Regions from separate parts of the Ovis canadensis genome. Here region 2 is linked to region 1. Evidence: chromatin contacts called from public Hi-C data. All regions are on one chromosome and are shown on one strand. Each heading gives the region's core, a stretch centred on a gene start, on an enhancer-like site or on the middle of the called end of the contact. The rest is flanking DNA. Distances are from core to core; before and after follow the strand shown. Region 1 holds the start of ZBTB10 (zinc finger and BTB domain containing 10). Region 2 has its middle 89 kb from the start of ZBTB10.

Region 1 (7,103 bases), core at 1,946-4,445:
TCACACTGTTTGGCTGTGAGGAGGTCAGTGGCCCTAGTATTTAAGTCATTTATTTGAATCAAGTGTTGTTCATCCCTAATCAGTGCACACTTAACCAAATCTCCAGACAGAAGATGACGTGAATTTTCCAAAACAGAAGGTAAGCTACATGTCTGAGAAAAATAAACTTTGGACACAACTAAAAACTTAATTTTTGACAATTCTGATGCTACCAGAATCAGCCAAAAAAAAAACCAAACAAACAAACCTAGCATACTAGCACAAATATATATTGCCTGTTATGTACTAGGCAAATAAGATGAAAAAACAACAACAAAGATACGAGTTTAACAGTTTGGGAATGGAAAAAAATCTTTAAAGCCGAAAAAAAAATTCTTAAGAACACTTACTTCCCATCACCTTAACCCTGGATAAGCAATTAACTTCAGTAACTCTTCCCTCTTTTTCTGGAGAAGGGAGTGAGAGTTAAAACTGAATAAATACTGTATTTATTTGCAAAGTGCCTGGAATTTTAAAAAATGCATTAAGGACAAAGCACAGCATTATTATAACATTCTTCCATATAGTACATAATACATATAGCCAACTGGGCAGAACCCTCTCATTTCTCCAACATACAAATTAGGTCATCAGAGATTCCACTGTCCTAAGTTTTCCAACAACTAAAACGAAGCAGGACAATTTTTTTTTTTAATCCACAAACTGTACCAATCTAAGGACTTATATTGCAGTTTCAGGCTGTTTATCATTGGTGGCCAGGTGACAACATGGATATGTAGCAATCTGATCATTACTAACTAAATAATTAAAAGCCAAAATCTCTTTGTGGCAGGTTAGTACTATCATTCTTTACATTAAAATTACATTTCATCTATAAGGTAGAACTAACATTTTTTGTTTGACATACAACACAGTTCATTTATTACAGATACTAAAATTACAGTGAATTAAGTAAAAGTTGATATGAATAAATCTATACAATATACAAACTACACAATATATGGATATGGCTGTGCATGGGTTTAGTCTATTCAAAAATCTTAAGGCAAATAGTATTTTATAATATGTCTGGGATAATCTGTTTTTTTAATCTTGAAAAAAATACCATATTCAAAGTTTTAAATACTGTTTATTTTAAAAATAGAAATTACTGAAGAGAACAGAATCATTAAACTAGAGAGCCTAAATATTGTAACACGTTGTAACACATACTCTTTATTAAATCATATAACGTTCCATTAACATATAACGTAAAAGATTAAAGCCTCTAACACATGATAATCTATAACCGTAGAGTTGTGTGTTTTTCCCATTTTTCCCCATGCACATCCTGACATACATTAATGTAAAAAGTAACATGTCCTTTTTTTCCCTCCTCAATAATTATCTTGAACGTATTTTGAATGTTTGTGATTAACCTTTTAATACTGTTTTATTTAGTCCTCTTAATATATTTATTAAAACAGTAAAAAGCTCCTCCATAGTTTGAGAATATCTTTCTTTAATCTGAAATGTTTGAATAAAAATGATTTAAGATTTGTTTCACATTACTTTTAACTTGTTTTTAAAAGTTTATTTCAGGTTTCAAAGAGTAAAATGAATCTCAACACTTTAGAATTTGCTAAATTTAGCACATTAAAAAATACTTTAAAATACGAGTATAAGGGCTCCAAATTGGAAAATCTTTTTCTGAACAAGTTGACTACGATTATTATTGTAAGAGTTTCATTTCCAGCTCCATCTGTTTTTCTAATCACTCTAAATTCCATGTGCAGTGTCAACAGTTAAAAAAAAAAAAAAGAACAACCCAAAGTCTTAAAAATCAATCCTTGTCTTAACACACACGCTCTTCGGAGTCGCACGCAGCGTCTGTGTGAGCCGACTCCTCCCCACTCTTGGGGAAAACCCTGCCTAATATTTATAACGTTATGACATACTGTAATACTCACAAGGTGGTTGTAGAAGTATAAACACGACTGGAGCTATCTGATTGGCTGCTGGTGATGTAACACCCATGTCAATACTTCCCACTGAACGCACGTGTTCGACCTTTTATTTAAATTTCCATTTCATCACAGCAATAAGACACTCGGGGCGGTGCATTTTCTGTGAAATGATTATCGCCCAGAGCTGCTGCATCGAATACACAATGCAGCAGACGAGGAGGTGCCCCCGGTTGTAACCTCCTCGCCCGAAAGGTACAGCCTGGTCCAGTCTTTGTGAAGGAACAAAAATAAGTTCACTTCCTCGGGCACCGTTACCCCCCGCCCCCACCCACCCCACCTCAGCAAATGACAAGGCTGGAGAGCAGCTCCCACCGTACAGTTATTTCTCAAAGTCCCAGGTGAACTCGTGGCGAGGGAAGGAAAATGTGCGTCCCGGGCGCGGGTAGGTGCGTGCGGGCAGCGGGGAGGCGGCCAGACCTGACACTCGCCAGCTGTTTGTCCTCCGCGGAGCCCGGCCCCGGCTGCACACGCCCGCCCCCTCCCCGAGACCCCCCAGCCCGCCGCCCGGCCTTTTGTCCCCCGCCCCTCGGCCGACTTCCTTCCCCCGCGGCCGCACCCCCGCCCCCAGGCCGGAGGCGCGGCCCGGCCCCTTTCCCGGTCCCCAGGCGCCCCCACCCCACCCCAGCCCAGCCCCAAGCCCAGCCCCCTCCCCCCGCCCGGCCCCCACCCTTTCCCCCTCCAGCGGTTACTGCTACCCCGGTGCATTGTGGGCGCACGGTCCGTTGTTCATTTGCCATTCGACCTCCGCCAGGGCCTGGTCGGACGGAAACGCTCCGCCGGCTTTATTGTCGGTTCGTTATGTGGCGGAGCCCGGCAGTTTAACGTGCCTCTCGCCCTCAGCGCTTCGGAAGCCGGCAGCCGCGTCGGGACCCCTCGGCGCGCCGGAGGAAGGATATCTTGTTTGGAGGGTCGGTGTGTGCGCGCGGCTTTAAAGAGGGGGCAGCGGAGGGTCTCCCCGCACTCCGCCTCTCAACTTCGAAGGCCCCACGCGCGCCGGCTCGCTGCTCACCTCTCCGCCGCCCGCCCCCCCCTTCTCCGCGCGGGACGCTGCCCGGAGCGCCGCGGGGCGGGGGTGGAGGACGAGGAGGCGGCGGCCCGGCGGGCGGCGGCGGCGGCGGCGGCGGACGCGTGAGGCAGCCCCGGGGAGCGAGCGCGAGCCGGGCGGGAGGGCGAGGCCGAGCCCCGCGAGACCGGAACGCCCGCGGTGGGGGCGGGAGCGAAGCGGAGGGGGAGCGGCGGGGAGCGCGCGGGACGCGGCCCGAGGCCGGGCGCGAGCCGGGGCACCGGGCGGCGGCGGCGGCGCGCGCCATGTCGTTCAGTGAAATGAACCGCAGGACGCTGGCGTTCCGAGGAGGCGGGTTGGTCACCGCCAGCGGCGGCGGCGGCTCCGCGAACAATAACGTTGGCGGGGAGGCCTCGGCTTGGCCCCAGCAGCCCCAGCCAAGACAGCCCCCGCCGCCAGCGCCGCAGCCGCTCAATGGGCGGGGGGCCGACGAGGAAGTGGAATTGGAGGGCCTGGAGCCCCAAGACCTGGAGGCCTCCGCCGGGGCTGCCGCCGCCGCCGAGGAAACCAAGGAGTTGCTGCTCCCCCAAGACGCGGGCGGCCCCACCTCGCTGGGCGGCGGTGGCGCCGGGGGCCCCCTGCTAGCGGAAAGGAACCGTCGGACTCTGGCCTTTCGAGGCGGCGGCGGCGGGGGGCTCGGCAACAATGGCAGTAGCCGCGGCCGCCCCGAGACCTCGGCGTGGCCCCTGAGGCATTTCAATGGGCGAGGGCCGGCGGCCGTGGAGCTGGAGCTGGACGCGCTGGAGGGGAAGGAGTTGATGCCGGACGGCGCGTCCCTGAGCGACAGCACCGAGGACGAAGAGGAGGGGGCGAGCCTGGGCGACGGCAGCGGGGCGGAAGGAGGCAGCTGCAGCAGCAGCAGGCGGTCGGGCGGCGATGGCGGGGACGAAGCGGAGGGCAGCGGTGTGGGAGCTGGAGAAGGAGAGACTGTCCAGCACTTCCCGCTCGCGCGGCCCAAGTCCCTAATGCAGAAGCTCCACTGCTCTTTCCAGACCTCCTGGCTCAAAGATTTTCCCTGGCTGCGCTATTCCAAGGATACTGGCCTTATGTCTTGCGGCTGGTGCCAAAAGCCCCCCGAGGACGGAGGAAGCGGGGATCTGCCCCCAGTGGGGCACGACGAGCTTTCGCGAGGGACCCGCAACTACAAGAAAACCCTCCTTCTGAGGCACCACGTCTCTACCGAGCACAAACTCCACGAAGCCAACGCCCAGGTACGATATATGTTGCTCCTGCTTTTTCAGATCTTTGGGGGAAAGGTTTATCAGCTAAAACTCACTCTACTGGGTGAAGACATCTTTCCTGTTAGGAGAGAGGTGTAGGGAATTTAGGCGTGGGGGGTTCGAAAGCCTGGGAATAAGTTTTCAAAAGTTAACCGGGGGAGTTGGGGGGAGGGGGAGGAATGACAATTTTCTAATCATAGCACTGAATTTGATTTAATTTTTTTCATGACTCAGATTTCTTTGCCCGTCAGATTGAATCAGAAGGAAAGTTTAATAAGCGAGGTTGAAGGTTTTAACCCTGTAAGGTTGGCTTTGTGGTTAGAATGTTATTAGCTGTGATTTTAGAAAAGCTGCTTTAATGTTGGTAGTCTTTTAGCGTGCTGTTGGAAGTCAAATCTGGTAGCTCTTTGAAGAATGAATTAAACTCTTTCCTTAACCTTTGACGCTACCCCTTTTAGGAGAACATGCAACCGAGAAAATTCTTTTTATCATGTCAGGATAATGTGAAATATGAGAGAGTAGTATGTAAATGTAGAGGAAGCTATTTGTATAAGACTTAGTGAATGATTATACTAAATTCATCTCCTTAAACTTTTTGTTGAACTTCTCTTTCCAAAGGTATGCTTTTGGTAAATTGTGGTAGTTTTTACTTGCTTCCTTCTCCAGATTTCTATGCTGAGATTTTCTGTAATCCCCTTTTTCAAAAAGTTTTCATTTAAATGTAGTTTACTTTAAACTTAGGATATTTGAAATGTTGACTGTAAAGTTACTTCTACCAACTAGTTGGTTCGAACTGGTAGAGAATGTATTTACCAAAATCATAAGTTCTTAGTTATTAAACAGGTAAATGGTACTTCTTAAATCTTGTCTTAGTATTTCTGGATTAAAGATAATAGTCTTATCATTTTGATAATCTCTTTCCAAGCCAAGCAGATGTTAATCAGTCCTCCTAAGACAACCTGTGGTTGTAGATGGAATTCATTCTTTTGTATCGGTAGCCAGGCATTGATTTCAGAAAGTCACCTTTCAGATACTAGTCCCTTTGTGTGTTGGAGTGATCTTGCTGTTTAGAACACTTTTAGTGGAGTTAATTAGGCACTGTCTAATAACCCTGTAGCCCAGAAATTTCTCAGAAGTTGAGACTTTAACATTAAGGCATAGGGTTGTTTTTCTCAGGGGGGTAATGGCAACAGTTTTTTTTCACAACTTTTAGTTGCCTAAGCCCTACAAGGAAGGTCATTTAAAGATGTAAGGCCCGGAAAGGTTAAGTAAATTGTCCCAAGTCTTACAGTTTTTGGTTATAAATGAGACTAGCCTTTATAAAGAATGTTGCAATGGAGGAAGGAAAAAAAGGTTTTGGAATAAAATCTAGGTTCACATCTCAGCTTTCTGCAGTTACTAGCTTTGTGACCAAACACAGATGTCCCTTATTTTGGCAAGTAATTATTCTGTTCCCATTTTACAGAAGAGGAGTCTAGAGGCTTCGAGGCGTTATATATTCCTGAAGTTAAGTAGTATGATGAAGTGGAGGGCTTGTGAAAATGAAAGTATGTTTTTCTAAGTGATGAGTTGGTTGTGATGAGTTGGTTATTTAGAAAAATCTAAAAGGACAATCAAACTGAATTTTCTTAATTCAGTGGATCAGTTACTCTTCAGTGTAGTCTGTGTAGGCAGATCTGAATGGGTGTGCAAATTATTACAATTAGCTGCTTAGTGAACCTGAAATCAGAGGAACGGGGAATTAGTTGGATAACCTTATGATAGACTTAGCATGGTGTATTCCTCTCCCCTCGGCATATATCTGGATTAGGGAATTCATCCCTAGGTAAAACCTTTTCTAAACTTAATCCCTGAATTATCCCTCCCTTACCCTTTGCCCCCTTGAAACTCCCTTTTTACAATATAATCTGCAGACCAACTACTTTCTCTTAGGACATTATATCATTAGACTGAGAATAATACAATTTAGTCAGTCATTCTGTTTGTCTAAGGCTATTTATTGGTTCCCTTGATTGGATTTTGAATGTTTCCACTCTGAACTGATCCTAATCATTTCTATTTACATTCTAAGCTTAGTTTGGGGTATTACCTTGTAATTGACCCCAGGTACCACCTATAGGATCTTTTTGTCTTGTTAATACATGAGTGACAGGTTCAAGAACTTAGTTATTTCTTCCTATGCGCAGTTAATTATTTTTTTTCATTGCCCTGCAGCTTTTGATTACCTGCAGGAGGCAGTATAACACAGTCTGTAAGAGCATTCTTGAGCTTTAAAGTAGGGGAACCTGAGTCCTAATCCTCTTTCTTGACAGGCAAATGAGTTAACTTCCAGTTTCTTCATGCATGCAAAGTGTATATGCCAGCACCTAGTCACTTAGTAAATGATAACCATTATTTATTATCACCATTACTTATTTTCTTTGGAAATAGCTAATTCTGTAGGGTGGGGGGAACTGGCACTTCATGTCTCAGTGTTACCAGTTTTCTCAGTTTGCAAGCCACTTGCATGGAATCATGGAATCTCATGGAATCACTCTTGATTCTAGAGAACAAACCAGTTTTTTTCATGCTTTTAGAGACTTTGGCCATTCAGGTTCTTTGAACATTCTCATTGCACATGCAGTTTTTCTCATCTTCATGAAGAGTATCTTGCATGAGCTTTCTCCTGCCTTAAAATTACTGAAATAGTTTTGTAGTTCCTCAGGCAAGAATTAAGTTTGAAGTTGGGACACAGTTCACTCCCTTTATCCCCCCTCTCCACTTTTTTTCTTTAATTTTAATGAGTCTGTTTTCATGGGGAGTTTAGCCAAATCT
Region 2 (7,103 bases), core at 2,066-4,565, 89 kb after region 1:
ACCATCTGTGCTGTGATCAACAGCTACTACGTTTCTGGAGACGTTGAGACCAAGCTACATAAAGTCACTAAGCAAGCCACTTGGTTTAAAAAAGTGACTCCTTCAGCAGACTTTTTCTCTGATCTGCTTGTTTTGGGTCATTGGGACCATGCCTTGAGAGTGCCCTCCAATCATTGGGTATTATTCTGCGTATAGTCTTTGTAATCATCTTTCTGGTTTGCTGTATTCTCTCGAAAGCTTTACATGCATGCATGCTGTTGCTGATGACCAAATGATCTCCCTCTGCTGAGAATGCCAAAAATGGGATGAAGAAAGTCAACTAAGAGAATAAGACTTTGATATTCCAACCTTTTTTTTTTCCAGTTGGAGATTCAACCTGACTCCAACATCAACAAGTTGTAGCTCAAAGTGGCAGTAATACCTTAAACTTTGACTACAACTGAGAAAATTGATCGAAAGGGGGAATTGATAAAGTTAATTTGAATATTGGCACCCATAAAATGGAGGCCAACTCAGTGGCCCAGCCCATGTCACAAACCTAAACTTAAGTCAGCCTGCACTTACAGGAAACCCCTGTTAATGAAACCTAACATATATCTATCATAATCCTCCAACCCAGCTTTAGCTAGCTTAACTTACCCTAGAAAACAGGACTTTCAGGCTTTCTAAGGAAATCCCTGATCTCCTAGTTAATCATGCAGTGTTTCTATATCACCTCTTTCTCTCTATAAAACTCCCTCTTGTCTCACATCTCTAGAAAGCAATATTCCTCTGCTTATGAGGCACAGTACTCCTTGATTCATGGATTGTTTTCTCTTGAATAAAGGACATCAAACTCCTTACTGAAAAAAAAGTATAAGCAACAGGGTATAAACAACTAAAAATGTTTGGTTTATCATTAAACTCAGAACATATGCTTTCACATATTGCCACAATTTTAAGTGCTCATGTGAAACTACATTAACAATTTGTACTTAGTAGGTTTGGGCCTGGTAGGTTGCTGCTTTTTATATTTCTGAAGTTTACAATATAGTACCAAGATTTTTTAGACGAACACTTAAGAAATAAAGAAAATAATAACTTGTGAGTTTACCTATCTAATGCCAGAAAAACTAGATGAAATTGAGAAATTCAGTTAACCCATACACATATTGATCCGTAGTTATATTCAATCTTATTCTAGATGAGATGTAAGAGAAATCCCACCCGTGAGGAATGTGTGGTCAGGGAACAAACTGCTCAGTGACAGCTGGCTTGGTGGGTCTTCATCCCAACCTTTCCGACTACAGTTGTCAGGATCTACACCTGTTTTATGCCCTCTTTAAGCATCAGTTTCTTCATCCATAAAATGGGATAATATTAATATTTACTTTCTATGTTTAAGAAGATTAAATAAAATGCTAATGTCTATAAATTGCTGAGAATAATGCCTGGAATGCAGTGAACTCTCAAAAACTATTACATACCAACTAGCTGGGAAGTAAAGACTCGAAGTCATTCGTTTTATGTCAAAATAAGTTAGCATTTAGAATAGACATACTTGGAAGTTTGCCTACGTTTTCATCTTTTCTTTTTGGTCAAAGAGTTGAAACCAGATGGGATATTGTACAATTACAAACCTACAAGTTTTCCTGTTTCTTTTAATTTGATACCTAATTTGGGAATATGTGGGTAAAAGAAACCAAAGAATATTCCTCTGAGTAATACCTGAAAACAAGAGTTACAGATTAGGGTTTTCAGAACAAACAACAAAACCAAAATCCTGGCTATCTACACAGAAAGTGTTCTTTAAGGCTTGACAGGATTCTTTGACCTTTGTTTTATGAAACATGGACAATCTTACATTTGATTGGTGAATTTTCTGCTGGCTTTTTTTTTTTTTTCTTCTTAAACCATGTTCCCTGCCTGCAAAGCTAAACCTATTTATGGTGAGCACTGTTTTTTCAATTAGGTTTATTTTCATTTTCCCATAGGCCAAGTTAGCTGAGAATGTCCCAACGTTTATTTTCCTTTCCTTTCCTTTGTATAATGGTTTTTAAAATTAAAATATACAGCACTTATATCTATTGACTTTTTTGAAATACTGTCTAAATTTTTTTCTTTTTTGCACATTTAATGCTCCGTCATGAGACGTATTATTCAAAATGCTTTTCACTATTCACAAATGCTTCTCAGAGTGTAATGGTAGTCCATTTTTGTGGTTAGCTTTTGGAGAGCAAGGATCAAGCCCATTCTGCCAACTTTGTGAAATGTCTCGTACAAGCTGGTGCTCAGCAGAGTACTTAAGAAAGCTGATGTGTTTGTGACTTGGCTTTTCCCCAAACTTTTCAGCTGGACGTCAGCATTCCATCCAGATTGTCAATTTCTCAAGCTTAATATTTCCTTCCTTAATACATCCTTTCCAACAGGCCCCTCCTTTTGGGGGTGTGGGTGGGGGCTGGGGTAGGGAGAAAAGGACTCTAAGCTCCGCATCAACTTTCTAATAGTTTTGTAACACACTATTCTCTGGTGAGAACCCTGGGTGAGAGCAAGTCTTAGCTAAGCACTTTGTTTTCGGGAGAGCGCTTCAGGTTTACAGCCCTTGGGGAAGAGGGTTTGTTCATCCCTGGAAAACTGCGGGCGGCTCTGGGGCCGGGGAGCTGCGGGCGGCTCTCGGGGGCTGGGAAGGTCAGCGCAGCTGGAGAGGGGCCCGCTAGCCTCAGGGGAAGGGGAGAGTCCTGGTTCGTTCCCGGGGCGCTCCTCGCGGGCTGGGGTGGGCGGACCCCCAGCCCCTGGAGCTCCTCCCCGCGCGGCCTCCCGCCCACCCGCCGCTGTCCCCGCCCGCGCCAGCGCTCAGCCGCTGGCTCCAGCCCCTCCTCCTGCCCAGAGGCGCGGGGGCAGGAATTCGGCCGCCGAGCTCCCCGGGGCACTGTGCCCCGGAGGGCTGGGCCGCGCCCTCCTCCCCGGCTCCTTTCCCCTCCAAGCTCCCCTCCTCCCGGCCTCCCCCTCCCAGCGCCCCCCCCCCCCCCCCCGCCCAATCCCGGCGGCTCCGGACTCCTCCCCGCACTCCTCCCTGCCCGCCACCCACGCTCCCTCTCCCTTCCTTCTTTTCTCGCCTGGGCCCTTCTTCCTGCTCCCCTCTCCTCCCCGCTCCCCTCCTCTCTTCCTCCAGATCCCTATCCTCGCCCATTCCCCATCCCTCCCTCTTCCTCCTGGGCTCCCCCCGCCCGCGCCTTCTTCGACCCCTCCTCCCCAACTCTTTTCTCCTCGGTTCCTCCCTGGAACCCCTCCCCTCTCCGCTCCTCCCCCCTCATCCCTCTCCTCTGCTCCCCGCCTTCCTCCCCGGCTCCTCTTTCCCGGTTCGCGGAGCTCCCACGCGGTTGCTATGGAGGCGCCCGCGGCTGCTAGCCGCCCGCCGGGAGCTGCCCTGGGGCCCGGGGACGGAGCGGTGACTTTGCCCGAGGCCGTGGCGCCTCGCGCCCTTGGGGCCCGGGAACAAAGCGCGCCCTCCCCCATCTCGGGAGTGCGCTGCCAGACCTTCAGACGCCCCGGACCCGGCGGGCGAATCTGCTGGTCCGCAACCTCTGGGGATCGGACCCCAGGGGTCGGGGTGACAGCTGCGTGCTACCGACCTACCTTGTGGCCCCCAGAAGATCACTCCCGCTCCCCCTATTCCTACCTCCCATCCCGGAGGTGTCTCTGAGGCCGGGGGACAGCCAGATGGCCCCATTTAAAAGGATCGTCCCCTTTTGTTGGGGGGCCGAAGCAGCGCCCAGGCCAATTTACATAGGAAAATGGGGTTTGTGTCCCCAATTCAGGGCGGTGCCCCGACAGCTGGTGGTTCTGTCATCGTGTCAGGACCCCACAGCGTGATGTTTAAATTGACTTGATGTGTGCAGATGTTTGCGTGTGAATAGCAATTGATTGAGAACCGGTAGCTATTAGGTCAGGCTTTCAGAAACTCAGTTCACAGAGGAAATTTTTATCAGCCTGGGCACAACAGTAAGATGGTAGAATGGAAGTGTCCTGCTGAAGACTTAGGATCCTCTCTTAGAGAACTCATAGTTTATCACTTTGTTGGGAAATCGAAAAAGCCCAATAGTTGGACCTGAAGAGAATTTTGAAATCCTTACTGTTCTTTTTGGTTGTTCCTTGTCAAAGTTGTAAGGTTGAACATAAGAATAGGGGTGAGGAGGACTGCTAGGACTTCAAAATGATCCATGAAAGATCTAATCTAATTCACTTTATTAAAATAACTCAGCCAGCTGCTATAGCCTGTAGCAAACTGAAAGTTGTTGCTAGTTTGAGATCAGTAGTTTAAATGTATACTTAAATGATAGGACTGTTAAGACCAGAGAGGACCTTCAATTCTTATTTTACCAGTAAGGAATTTAAATCTCAGAGAGGTTAAGTGATTTTCCTAAGATCTTAACAACTCTTGGAGTATGATCTCAACGAAGGAAAAGGAAACGAAGACAGTAGATTTAGGAGCCCTTGAAAATACCTTAATCAAGACGTTCTCAAACCTTTCCACCAGTCCGCTGGAGCCACCAACAGGTAACTCCCTAGAAGACAAGGAATGGAGAGGAATTTTTTTCCCCTCTGCCTGCATTCATCAACTTCAGCTCAAGTCTGTTGTTCTTGTTTAGTTGCTAAGTCGTGTGCAACTCTTTTTCGACCCCATAGACTAGCCTGTCTGTCCATGGGATTTCCCAGGCAAGAATACTGGAGTGAGTTGCCATTTCCTTCTCCAGGGAACCTTCCTGACCCAGGAATCGGACCAGTGTCTCCTGCATTGGCACACAGATTCTTTACCACTGAGCCACCAGGAAAGTCACAGGGCTTTGGAGCCAATTTTAGCCACTAGAGTCTTCCTGAACCCTGAACCGAAACTTGTGACTTCATTTCCATCAGAGTGTTCATTTTGTGATGAAATGGAAAGGGACTGGTTAGAATTTGTATGAAATGGGAAATCAAAGCTGGGCAGGAACCCTCTGGTCACCTTTTCAGGAAGAAGGCCAAAGTGATCAATGGAACCAGTGTTCACCTTGCTAGAAGGTAGGATAGCTAATTTGGAAAGGCTTTGTGGTTAAGACTTTATACTCCCAGTACAAGGGATGTGGATTTGATCCCTGGTTGGGAAACTAAGACCCTACATGCTCCAAAAAAACATTGAAAACAACCTTTGAAACGTGGTCTCCTTACTTCAAGGATTGTGTTGGAAGAGTTTTATCTGCTAAACTTGCTGGTAGACTTATGTTGGAAAAAAACTTCTGCCTTTAAACCTGAAGTGACTGGGAAAAATTAGGAAAGAGTGCTTCTGGGTACGATTTTAGAAGAGCTATAGCATGCCACATAAAAGAAGAATATGAGTTCACACACTGTACTTCAAATGAGAAATACCAAGAATGTGCAGCTGGGTTGGAACTGGAAATGGGTGTTAATTTCTGCTCTGCTTCTCCTACCAAACAAAGCAGCAATGTTTTTTTTCTGCCTCCTATTTGCTTGGACCCAAGTGGTACTAAGATGAGAGTGCCAAATATGTGATGAGGATATTAGGTAATGAATATAAGAACCTCTCAATTCTTAGAAAGGGAGTGTCTTTAGAATAATATATTTTAAAAATAACTATATACAAGAAAATTATTTGAAATGGACTCCCCCCTTAGTACCACATACATACTCTTATCGCTCTTTACTTTGACTACCTGTTAGTACTTGTATTGGTTAGTTATTGAGGTATAACAAACAACCCCCCAAAACACCGAAAAACAGCTGTTTATTAGTATAGCTCATGCACCTGTGGGTCATAAAAGGTCAGCTCCTCTAGGTCGGGCATGTTGGTGGCCCTGCTAATGCTGGCTCAGCTTAAGCATGCACCTCAGGGTCTCCTGGAGCTCTGCTTTAGACTAAGTTTGGCTGAAGAAGTTTAGCTGAAACAGCTTTGCTCCATGTCTTTTATCCTTCTGAGACTGGCAGACCATCTCAGGCACCTTCTTCCATGGCAATGACAGAGGAGCAAGAAGGGAGTGGGAATCACGGACTCTGGTGGTCTGTGTTTCACTAGAGTCAGGAGCTGGCACCCTGTTACTTCTACCTTATTCTTCTGGCCAAATCAGGTCACATGGCCAGCCTTGATCAAATCAAGTCACAATGAAAGAAGGAAGCCTAGCTCACTGCAGAAAACAGGACAGAGGGAACAGATAGAGGTAGGGTAAAGAATTAGAGCCATGAATGCGGTCAAACACAGCTCTTGTTAACATCTGCTATAGTATCTATTTCACTTATAAGTTTACTCAGAAGTTTGTTTCTGTTGCTGCTAGAATGTAAGCTCCATAAGGGCAGGAATTTTCGTCTGCATTGTTTGTTGCTAATCCTCCACATCCAAAACAGTGGCATATTGTAGATGCTTAATAAGCCTTGGATGAATCTTTAAGGAGGTTTATATTACTTATTTGGCTTATTTATAAAGCCCAATGGAGAAGGCAATGGCACCCCACTCCAGTACTCTTGCCTGGAAAATCCCATGGACCGAGGAGCCTGGTAGGCTGCAGTCCATGGGGTCGCTAGGAGTCGGACACGACTGAGCAACTTCACTTTCACTTTTCACTTTCATGCATTGGAGAAGGAAATGGCAACCCACTCCAGTATTCTTGCCTGGAGAATCCCAGAGACAGTGGGCCCCGTCTATGGGGTCGCAGAGAGTCGGACACAACTGAAGCGACTTAGCAGCAGCAGCAGCAGCAGCAGCAGCAGCAGCAGCAGCAGCAGCAGCATAAAGCCCAAATTCCCTGGGATAGAATGTAATTGTATCAATTTTCCCTTTATCTTCTGATTTAAAGATCATGGTTTGCATTTGCTCACAGTGGAAACTGCTGTCTGTTTGGAATAAATATTATTTCTTACGTTTTTAAAAAATTTCCAGGTTTCGAAGTAGTTTAACATTTGTCTAGAACATATAAATAGGTACTATGTAAAAGCTGATTATTAGATGGGCAGAAAATTTGCAGGAGAGGGAGGATTTTACATATATTCTGGTAAAGAAAACATTGCTTCTTTCGATGTGAGAATAATACTAATAAAAATTTCAAACTTTCAGAATTTGAATCTGAAAAATTACCAAG

Evidence for each region. Hi-C and Micro-C count contacts between places; a contact is called where the count stands out from the background.
Region 2: a Hi-C map of fibroblasts shows a contact between it and region 1, with 3 times the contacts expected there. The contact joins the enhancer-like site here to the promoter of ZBTB10 in region 1. A contact is called at or near these places in 2 of 2 Hi-C or Micro-C datasets (fibroblasts and lung).

Annotation. Positions count from the first base shown.
Region 1 is chr9:66,830,113-66,837,215 of ARS-UI_OviCan_v2, forward strand. It overlaps ZBTB10 (zinc finger and BTB domain containing 10), which reads left to right and starts at 3,196. Exons shown (of 6, transcript XM_069601083.1): 1 at 3,196-4,280. The coding sequence starts at 3,315.
Region 2 is chr9:66,919,201-66,926,303 of ARS-UI_OviCan_v2, forward strand. No RefSeq gene overlaps it. Among named protein-coding and RNA genes, the nearest start is that of ZBTB10, 89 kb to the left of the region's middle. Within about 2 kb of position 3,316, the one cell type or tissue checked has open chromatin away from gene starts, as enhancers often do. A contact at or near this core is called in fibroblasts, where this site is marked.